3 separate regions of the Mus musculus genome follow, and all the other regions are linked to region 3. A link is a contact called in public promoter capture Hi-C data. All regions are on one chromosome and are shown on one strand. The core of a region is the stretch at or near the end of the contact, and the rest is flanking DNA. Distances in the headings are between cores, read along the strand shown.

Region 1 (3,324 bases), core at 524-3,023, 580 kb after region 3:
CAGAACTGGAGTTACTGTGGTTAGCTAGGTCCAGACTGAAAATGCAACCCAGCAGACAGAAGAGCAGCAAGTGCTCTCAACAGTTTCCATACGTTTATTCTTGTGTCCATTATGTGTGTTTATGGTTATGGAAGCCTTGTGTGCCATGACATCTGCATGGAGGTCAGAGTTCAACTTCTGGAAGTTGGCTCTCTCTTTCCATCGTGTGGGTGTAGACAATTGAATTCAGATCAACAGTTTGGCCTTTACCTGATGAGCCATTTTACTGGCCCTATTATTTATTTGGAGACAGGGTTTCTATAACTCTGGTTGTCCTGGAACTCACTCTATATCCAGCTTACCTTCAACATCCAGAGACCCACCTGACTCTTGATTGTTGGGATAAAGGTAGCCACCATATCAGGCTCCAATTTATTTTTGAGACAGTTTTATATTGTAACCTCAGGATTCCTTCAAGCCATGTATGAACACTTGAGCCATTCTGCCCAGTTTTTTTTTTTGGGGGGGGGGCGGTTTCAAGACAGGGTTTCTCTGTGTAGCCCTGGCTGTCCTGGAACTCACTCTGTAGACCAGGTTGGCCTCGAACTCAGAAATCCACCTGCCTCTGCCTCCGAGTGCTGGGCTTACAGGCATGCACCACCAATGCCCAGCTTCTGCCCAGTTTTTAAGTTTTGAAACAAGTCTCTTGTAGCCCAGGCTGGCAAGCACCTCTCGGGCATAAACTACAAGGCTCTATCTTCATTTTCAAGATATGAAACTATAATTCAAGGTGACACAAGATCACGTTGCTGGGGAGGGAGGGAACCAGGATTTGAGCCTGGGTTAACAGAACTCCAAAATCCTGTTTCAGATGACTAAAACCCTGTTCATTCCCTCAGAAGGGAGCAGCAGACTCATTCCTACAAGCTACACATAGGTCAGAGTGATGTCACCATCTCTGCGGGGCTGATTCATCAGCCTGGGTTTATTTAGGAGGCGCCTCTGGGGGAGGGGTCTCCTGGTGGGGTCTTGAAGAAACTATCAAACCAGGCGTTGGAAGCAGAGGTTTTCCTCTGTGTCGGTTTCTAGGTCCTTTCAGCAAGAGCCCAGCCATTCTAAAAGTTGAAGAGACAGAGCCCCGGAAGGATCTATGATCCCCTAGTTTACACGGAGAGAGGGAACCAGAAAGGACCAACTTGGTTGTGGGGTCCCCAGCCTGTCATACTACATAGCTCTCTGGCCTGGTGGTAGTAAAGGTGTTTGGATCCCCTAGGCAGGCCGTGGGGGGAGGGGCGGGCGTTCGAAGTGTTGTAGCGCGGTGGGGTATGGAAGAAAGCTGGTGGCCATCTGGAGGTCTGGGATCTGTGGGGAAAGTGCCTCGACTTTCAGACCAGTCGTGGGTGTGGTTCAGAGAAGTCAGTGAGGAGAATCTGAAGGTTCCTAAGGGTGAGCTTGAGGCAGGCTAGCAGCAAAGCCAGAGTGTCCCACCTCTTGGGGTAGGAGGGCCTGGGGAGACTGCGGGGTGGCGTTGGGGAGGGGCTAGCCAGCGAGGAGTTGTCCCTTCTTCCAGGAGGGGCTCCCCAAGGGAAGGGTTGACTCGATCTGGAGGAGAGGGGCTATGTGGGGCGTCCGCCCTTCCGGGGAAGGGGCTCGACGGCGGGGGCGGGGCCGCAGGGTGGGGCCCCATCCTCCTCGCGCTCCCCCGCGACGCGGGCGGGCAGGGGCGGGGACGGAGGCGGTGGGCGCCCGCGGCCGGCCCACAATGAGGACAGCGGGCCGCGGTGAGTAAGCGGCGGCCGCCCGGGCCGGGCCACGCGGGGCGGAGGCTTCGCGGGCAGGTCGGGGCAGGCTGGCCGGGCGGGGTCGGGAGCCGAGTCCGCAGCCCTAGCCGCGCCAGAGCGGAGCGAAGACACCGAGGCCCCGCCCCGGCCGCCGGTGGCGCCCCGACCTCCGAGCCGCGCCGCAGACACAGCCGGAAACTGGCCCTGCCGGAGCGCAAGCGGCAGCCCAGTGCCACCTGACCCCGAGTCGGAGCCACACGAACCGGAGCCCAAGTCCGAGCCCCAGTCCGGGCCGTCTCCGAGCCGGGCCTGCCATGGCGGGGCCGCGGGGCGCTCTCCTGGCCTGGTGTCGCCGCCAGTGCGAGGGCTACCGCGGCGTGGACATCCGCGACCTGAGCAGCTCCTTCCGGGACGGCCTGGCTTTCTGCGCCATCCTGCACCGGCACCGGCCCGACCTGCTGTGAGTGCCCGGGGTGCGCGAGCGAGCACGCGGGGCTGGGGACCGCCGCTCCCCTCAATGACGCGGTGGCACGCGCCGCCCTGAGAGGTCCGGGACCTCACACCCGCCGCTTCTGAACGCGGAGCAGGGCCACCCGAGACCCCAAGACCGTGCACCCCCTCCCCCACCTCGGGCCACTGGTGTCAGGCTCTGACCTCTAAGAGGGAACTCTGACCCGTCCTTCGGGACGTCGTTACTCTAGGCTCCAGCAGAAATACTGAGCCTCGCTTCCTCCATTGGCGTCAGAGCATAGTAACCCCAAACTTGACTGTAGGAGATGAGAATATGCCACTCCCCCAGTTAGGCTTCCTTTAAGTTCGAGCTGGTCCCCGGGTGCTCTGGGAGGCTGACTTCTTTCTAATAGAAATTTACATCTTTGTAAGGGCACCTACCGGAAAGGGTCTTCAGAAAGAATGCGGCCCCAGATCACTTCCTACCTGGGAGAAGCTGCCGGGCTTCGGCTTTACTCACTTCCCCATCCTTCCCTCCCCTAGAAGACAAACCCCATTCCTTTCTATAGATAAGCGGCTATCATCCGGCACAGCAAGTCCCATATTTTGTGGGACTTCCGTGGGAATGTAGGTCATTAGTTTTAATTCTCTCTTCAGCTAGTTTGCCATTTACATTTAAGGCGCAAAGAACCTAGAGGGATGGAGGAGAAAGCTTTTGTAAGGCACTTTGGGCAGATACTCTGTAGGGCACTAACCCCGTTTCTGGCACAGGGTTCCTAGCTAAATGGCTGTCAGGTGACTGCGGGTACACTACTTCCCCAAACCACCTCGATAGGAATCTGTCTAGGTGTATGGTCCCGCGGCTCTGCTGGTTACAGTGGGGAACAAAGATGGAGCAGAAATTAGGAGCCAGGCAGGGGAGGTCTCTAGTGCAGCTGACAACTGCCAATCTGAAGCTTCCGGCTGGAATGTGGATCCCTCCTACCTGAGCTTCTCAGAAGGGTCTCCCCGGAAAATATAATCAGACCCACAGGACAACCAACCGAGGCGGCCTTCTACTCAGCTTTCTTCCCTTAGCCCTGGGATCTCTTTCTTTCATTCGTTCATTTAATGT
Region 2 (3,276 bases), core at 39-2,538, 600 kb before region 3:
CACAACAACTGGTGTCTCACTGTTGACAACTCTGTCTTGAAAGTCAGGTCCATCCTGGACGTTAAAGGTCGTCAAACAGACTCTGGTGGTGTGTACTGTCCGGGCTGGGCTGGGCATTACTGTTAGACCACCAGCATTGTACTGAGGGGTCTGCAGGGTCTTAGAGGTGAGGGAAGCCCACACACCCTGAGGAGGCTTCCTGGAGATGACTGAGGTCAGGAACCTCCCCAGGAGGAGCCGCTGAGCCATCTGTGGGAGCAAGAGGCAGGAAGAGCTGGGGCCATGCAATAGGAAGTCAACACACTAGGAAAACAAAGAATTCTGGAATAATGAGGTGTTGGGAACATACAGAATTGGAAGCAAGATGCATGGAAATACTGTAATATATGATTTTCAAAGGCCAGGTGTGGTGGGGCCCACCTGTCAATCCTCCTCCTGGGAGGCGAGGCAGGTGATATAAGGCAAGGTCAGTTTGGGCTAGACAATAAAACCTGGTCTCTAAAACCTCCCCACGACAACAAAAAAAAAATATCTAGAGGTGAGTAAGGAGTCAGCATCACTGAATAGACGTTAAGTTAGAAGGGCAGAAAAACTGGGTTGACAGCCAAAAAGAAATCAAGGCTGAGGTGGAATTATAAAAGGTCAATGGAGGGAGGGACAAGGCTCAAGTGCCTTACATCACTGTGTATAGCCCAATGCCCCCCCCCCCCACACACACACACATCACTGGCTCTCTCTGATCAACTCTGAAGAAACCTTATAATACCGTCCATACTCAGGGCAACAGGTAGGTTAAGTGCCATGCCCAACGTAGGCCAGTTTTTAAAGTACAGCTAATTGGAACCCAAGGCCGTCTGTAAAATTTTTATCAGTCATTCTTTTAAAAAAGTGTTTTTATGGGAAATTAAGGAAAGGGAAGCTGTCGAAGAATGAGCGAAGAAGACTCCCAACTACGGAAGGAGGAACTGAGAGGCGTAGGAACCGGCCATGGGGTACCAAAGTGAAGCGGGTGGCATGTGTACGGAGGGAAGCCCAAAGAATGGACACGTGTTGGGGAGGGTGGGGGACAGGGAGACTGGGAGCACAGGACGTGCAGCTGCCAAGGCCACCTCCTCCCTCTAGGGGCATCCCCCTGCCGATCGCCTTCCTGCAGAGAAGCGCGCCGCCAGCCCGGCTCAGCCCACCCCGCAAGGGCTCCTACCTCCCGGCAGTGCGAGCAGAGGGATGCAGAGCCCAGCCGGCCTGCCCGTCAAGGGCACTCCTGTTGTCACTTCCTCAGGGGCAGGTCTAGCGTCATTTCCGGGAAAGACTATGCGGACGACGTTTCTCTGCAACTTGGGGGCGGCTCGGTTTTTTTCACCAATGAGGAGGACGGAAAAATGTAGGGCTGAAGGGGCGCGACCGGAAGGAATGGGATCGTGGAGGAGGGACCGGAAAATGTGTGGGACCAGTGAGGGAGGAGATGGGTGAGAGGGCGGGAAGGAAGGAGTGGCTTTGGAACAAGCTCCTGCTGTGTTGCGCCTCTTGGCATTGCCCACCCTTGGATCTGAGCTCTGGAAAGGGCTGGAAGGCTGTGTTCACTTTAATGCCGAGGAAGCTCTGTTCTCGACAGAAGCTTAGTGTTAAAAGGAAGAGATTCCCGGGCTGGGGTTATGGCTCAATTGGATTCCTGTCTAGCACACCCAAAGCCTGGCTTCTCAATACCAAGTAAACTGGGTGTGATGGCACACACCTAATCCCAGGACCCCGGAGGGCTCAGGAGTTCAAAGTCATCCTCGATACTTAGGAACTACGTGAGATCCGGTCGTGTGTGTGGTGTGTGTGTGTGTACACATGTCGCATTAAGGGGTTATTCTGCCGTTTTTGATTCTTTTCTGCCCAACCTAACTTCTTATGATTGAGCAAGTCCCTCTGCCCCTAAGGGCTGGCGGTACTTCTAAAGCCCTTACCTTTTGTACTGTCATGTCTTACTTTTTGGAACTGTCAAGGAAGCACTATCCAAGGTAAAGTGTAGGGCTTTCTCTCCATTCCCACTGGCATGAGTGACTGAGGTGTAAGTCCCTCATTTATGCATATTGTAACCAGTATTCCAGCCCCTTACGATCGGGGAACACGTTGCTGTCCACCTTCCCTTCCATACCTTTGCTCACTTTGAACTTTGTCTCTGGGTACTTAGAACACCTGCTCACCTTATCTTCTCTGAATAGTACTGCTTTCTTCTCACTAGCGCCTGCTTTATAATCCTCCAGAACACATGGACAACGTCTCTTTCTGAGAGTAGGGACTTGTGGTTGTCTCATCTGCATATACTTAGCGCCAACCTGGTACAATGCCCAGCACAGAGAGGCTGTTCAATAGACACTAAGTTGAGAATCTTTGCGCACCTCAGCAAGTGGTTTCTGTCAGAGGGGTTATGTGATGTGTCCCAGCAGATGGACTCCATCTACCACCCTATTTTAACCCACTCTCTCAATAATTAGTGGTTTGCTGAGGCGTCTTTGTGTTCTACATCTGCAGTTGTGCCTGGAAGGCTCTCCCAGAGCTCTCTGAGAAAAGTGCTACTAGGTACTAGATTCTGCACTGTCTCTGGGTCCCTTTTCTGTCTGCTCCAGTGGAGGTCAGCCCTCGTCTTTGCAACTGACAGCCACCAGTCTCTGTTCATTGTTTTGTTATCTGTTTCTTTTCTTTTTTTAGATGTATTTATTTTATGTATATAAGTACACTGTCACTGTCTTCAGGCACACCAGAAGAGGGCATCGGATCCCATTACAGATGGTTGTGAGCCACCATGTGGTGGAATTGAACCTCTGGAAGAGCAGTCAGTGCTCTTAACCACTGAGCCATCTCTCCAGCCCTCTCTCTTTTACTTTTGTCCTCCCTCTCTCCCCCTCTCTGTCTTCTTACTTCTTTTTTCTCTCCTCTCTTTCTACCTCTGTTCTCTCTCCATCTCCCCTCCATCCTCTGCACCTCTTTTCTTTCTTTCTTTCTTTGATAGAGTCTCATTTAACCCAGACTAAGTTTTAGGTGGTGCTGGAACTGAACTAAGCACGCATTTTGTCAGCTGAGCTGCATCCCCACTTTTTCTCACTCTTTCGTCAGCCCTGAAGTGTGTGTGTGTGTGTGTGTGTGTGTGTGTGTGTGTGTGCAAACACTTTGGCCCGCAGAGTAATGATCCAAGATCTGCATGAGGCAGGAAGGCAGCCTAGTTCAACACGACTCAGTAGCTGGTGTTGGGTCAGACTTTGAGAGTTCGACACTGGGAGGTTTATTTTAGGC
Region 3 (3,656 bases), core at 882-3,381:
TGCCATGGCAGACCCAGTGTTTCTAGGGGAGTAGGGAAGGACCTCTGGTAACAGAGTCTGGGGCCATCTGGGAAGCAAGCCTGGGGGAGGGCATTAGACTGGCCATCGAGCCTCCTGGTATCTGTCTACTGTGGCCACTGCCACATGGCCTGGGAAGGATGAAGGCCCCGTGGAGACCCTCAGATGGCACAAACCAGGTTCCCAGGCCTTCATTGGGGCACCAAGGAAGATGTCAGATATCCACATGGCTAGCCAGGGAAATGGAGAATGACTCTTTGACCCTCTCATCTCTAAAGGCTGTTTGCTGACCTCGGCTCCCACCACCTCTGGCAAGCACCATAGGAGATGTCAGGAGCTAGGGTCCCTGAGAGCATTGTAGATCCTGCAGGCCACTTCTGCACAGAAGCAAGAGGTCTCCCTCTTGAAGAACAAGGTGTCCCCTTTAGTACAGCATAAGGCTTATTAGCAGGGCTCATCCTTCTGGCATCTCTGTGTTGTTAACAACCCACTCTTGCCCAGGGGCCAAGTGATTCGAAGGTGGTTGTGTCAATCATGACAGGCCTACCAATCAGCCACTGAGGTGGTAAATTGAAATTAAGGGGGGTGAACAGAAAGCACCTGGACATTGAAAGGAATCAGAAATGGGAATGTTCCATCTCGGGCCTTGAATATGATGAGGTCTCCAGTTTCCAGACTAGGGCAGGAAGTAGGCCGGACACCAGAGGAGCTGGCTCGGTGGGCCGGAAGCCTGCAGTGGGCCCTTTGAGGTGGTGACAGGCTCGGGGGCTGGCACTACCCGATGATCACAGATCAGAAACTGCTATTGAAACCAGACTGGTTTTTACACCTCTTGGCGTCTCTTTGTTTATTTCCTTTTTGTTCCTCTTAACATTTAGTACAAATTCAAAAATATTTTTCTGTGGTTAATACAGGCTGAGAAGGTAAAATGATTACTTCTTGAAAGGCTATGAAGAGGGACTATGTTTTAAAGGGACAGAAGCTCAGAGCCTTCTCTCTAGGGATTGGGGTGACAACAGGAGGTGTCTTCATAGACACCCCCTTTCTGGAATGATCATACTGCTGGGGCCTGCTAGTTCTGCTCCACAGGCAGGGAATTCCCTCAGAGACCAACTCCACGCCTATTCTCAACTACAGGTCGCAGCAACACCCCCCCCCCACACACACACACACATACTTTATTCTGACCATAGATGTGCCCACCCTGTGAAGGAAATCCGAATAACTCACAAACACGTGACCTGGTGGTCATGTGACCTAGTGATTGCAGCTTAGCCCCTCTTTCATTCACACAAGCCGCCAACATGTCTTCCTTGCCAGGCAATATGGGCGACTTACACTCGGGGGAAACTGCCCAGTTTGTCAAAGACTTCAAAGTGCCCATTCCTTCCTCTTCCTGTATAGACCTCACTCTAGAGTCTATGGCTTGAAAGGCAAAGAACTTCCGGAGAGTCAGCATGGTTTGGAGACATTTTTGTTTCCTACCGGTCTGGTCCCTTGGGAGTCAGATGCTCAGAGACACAGAACTGGAGCTTTGGGGCAGGAAGCAGGAAGCAGGGCCCTCTCCCTAGAAACAGGACTAACTGCAGCTGGGATCCCTGGCTGGGTGCTAGGAGAGGGGCCAGGCAGTACCAAGTGTGGGGGTCACACCAACCATAGAGGGGTCTTGCCGGTCCCCACCACCTCACCTAAAATGCCAGAGCCTCTTGGTGGGAGGCTGGGCTACCGACCTTATCATCCAGATGGGCGGGGCTTAGTGGCTGGGGGTGGGTGGGTGGTGAGGAAGTCCCTGCAGGGGCAGGTAAACACCAGAAGCAGTGCAGGGTGGCCAGCAGTGCAGGGTGGCAGATCTTCCAAATGAGCTGGCTAGGCGAGAGGGAAAGAGCTATGTGCTTGCCAGAAAGAGGGGAACAGAGGAATCTCAGACTGTGACCCCAACCCCCATCCCAGTCAGAAGAAGAGAGGCCACCAGCCACTCACCCTCATCCTGCGGCCTCAAGCTCAACTCACAGACCCCGGACGGCCTCTGGCTCCTTGGCCCATGTCTGTGATGATAACTTGTTGCAGGCCCGACCCCTAGGCCTACGACTGAGCTAGGAGGGCGGAGGGATGGAGGGAGGGAGGGAGGGAGGAGGGAGCACGCTGAGCTGGCTTCCCAGTCCCCTCCTCCTGCTCCCGCCCCTCCAGCCTGGGGCTCTGCCTCGGAGGTACTGGGAGACTTGGATCTTTAACATCCTTGGGCATCTGTGGCCCTGGCCCAGCGCTGGGGACCTGTTTGAGTCAAATGCCCTGGGAGTTAGACAGGACGAGCATCAAGAGCCTAGAAAGACTCCGCCTGGAAATTGGAGGCTGCACGAGAGGGGGCGGGGCTCTGCATTACTCAGGAAAAGGGAGGCAGCCCGGATCTAGTCTGAGCCCAAGAGCCATCTGCCAAGAGCTACAGAGACTGAGTGGCATGAGCCACTGGTACCCATCCTCCATAGGTATAAATCCTGGTCCTAACACCCAGCAACATGGTCGAGCATTGCCTCTCCTGCCGGAGGTGTTCAGGGATTCTGCCCCTACCATTCATGCTGGACCAAAGATGGCTTATTCCTTCTTCCCCACCTGGAATCCTGCCTTCACTGACTCTCCTAAAGCCAGCTCCCTTACAGAAGTATAACCCCCAACATGTTCAAGGTGGAGCTGGGGGAGGCAGCCTGTGTGCCCTGGGACTAGGCAAAACCCTGCCTCAGTTTCCTCCTGGGCAAACTGGGGAATGTTTAGCAAAGACCACCGCCCTGGCTCCTAGCCCTGGTTTCCTGGAGGTCGGAAACCCTGTGCAATTCCTGTAAAATGTCCCTCACCCTTGGCGACCTGTTATTTCAGTTTTGCTGGATACCTCCTTGCCTGAGCTAGGTTTCACCTCTCTGGGGAACCTTGGTCCTCAAAAGTATTTAGATTTATTATTCCTAGCCCCACCTCCAGCCTCTCTCCAGGTTAGCAGCTAGAGGGTCTTGGCAGTGGTATTACTCTCTAGCCCACTGCTTAGGGGATAGATTTAGGTCTGGGACTTCAATAAAAAATAAAAAAGTATACCAGCCCTATTTCTTAGGGTCCTTGACAGGGCTGTCTCTGGGTTCAGGCTTCCTGGGCATTTAGGCAGACAATCCAACAGCAAGACTAGGCCTGGAACGAGCCTCAGAGATGATCTAATCCCATCCCTTAATCAGGGACATTGTGGCCCAGGGAGATCAAGCCTTTGGTACAAGGTCACATAGCAGAGCGAAATCCAAGTTGAGAGGACGCCAGATTCTTCTAGTCTGGTGCTGCCTCCCAAAATGACTTGGAGTTCTCAGGTCCAGTCAGGAATACATTGGCAGAAGAAAGCAGAGAGGGGGATGATAGCCCTATAAGGGCCACCACAAAGCTCACACTGGCATGGCTCTGTGTGGCCCTGCCGGAGCAGCATTCTTGAGGCACAGAGCCAGACCTGCAGAGAGGCTACCCGCTTCAAGCTGCAGCCACCAGAGCAAAGGGCTGAGTCAGCGGCCCCGGGGGTGGGAACAGCACCAGGCAGTCTCAGATCTCTGGGAAGAAGGCCGGGAAGATGGATGAAAGAAAAGATGGACGGTCAGGGAGAAGCAGGCGAAGGGCAC

The links. Promoter capture Hi-C pulls out the DNA fragments that hold promoters and counts their contacts.
Region 1: a contact with region 3 is called in a promoter capture Hi-C map of pre-B cells, with 2.5 times the contacts expected there. The contact joins the promoter of Micall1 here to the promoter of C1qtnf6 in region 3. A contact is called at or near these places in 1 of 39 promoter capture datasets (pre-B cells) and 1 of 115 datasets of contacts at active chromatin or transcription factors (bone marrow-derived macrophages).
Region 2: a promoter capture Hi-C map of liver shows a contact between it and region 3, with 4 times the contacts expected there. The contact joins the promoter of Txn2 here to the promoter of C1qtnf6 in region 3. A contact is called at or near these places in 12 of 39 promoter capture datasets (the 3T3-L1 cell line, 3T3-L1-derived adipocytes, the C10 cell line and 6 more), 1 of 484 Hi-C or Micro-C datasets (cortical neurons) and 2 of 115 datasets of contacts at active chromatin or transcription factors (bone marrow-derived macrophages and pancreatic cancer cells).

The regions. Positions count from the first base shown.
Region 1 is chr15:79,107,210-79,110,533 of GRCm38.p6, forward strand. Micall1 (microtubule associated monooxygenase, calponin and LIM domain containing -like 1) reads left to right here and starts at 1,774. Exons shown (of 16, transcript NM_177461.1): 1 at 1,774-2,220. The coding sequence starts at 2,075.
Region 2 is chr15:77,927,706-77,930,981 of GRCm38.p6, forward strand. Txn2 (thioredoxin 2) reads right to left here and starts at 1,289. Exons shown (of 4, transcript NM_019913.5): 1 at 1,202-1,289; 2 at 1-249. The coding sequence starts at 249.
Region 3 is chr15:78,527,520-78,531,175 of GRCm38.p6, forward strand. C1qtnf6 (C1q and tumor necrosis factor related protein 6) reads right to left here and starts at 2,132. Exons shown (of 3, transcript NM_028331.5): 1 at 1,999-2,132. The coding sequence starts at 2,004.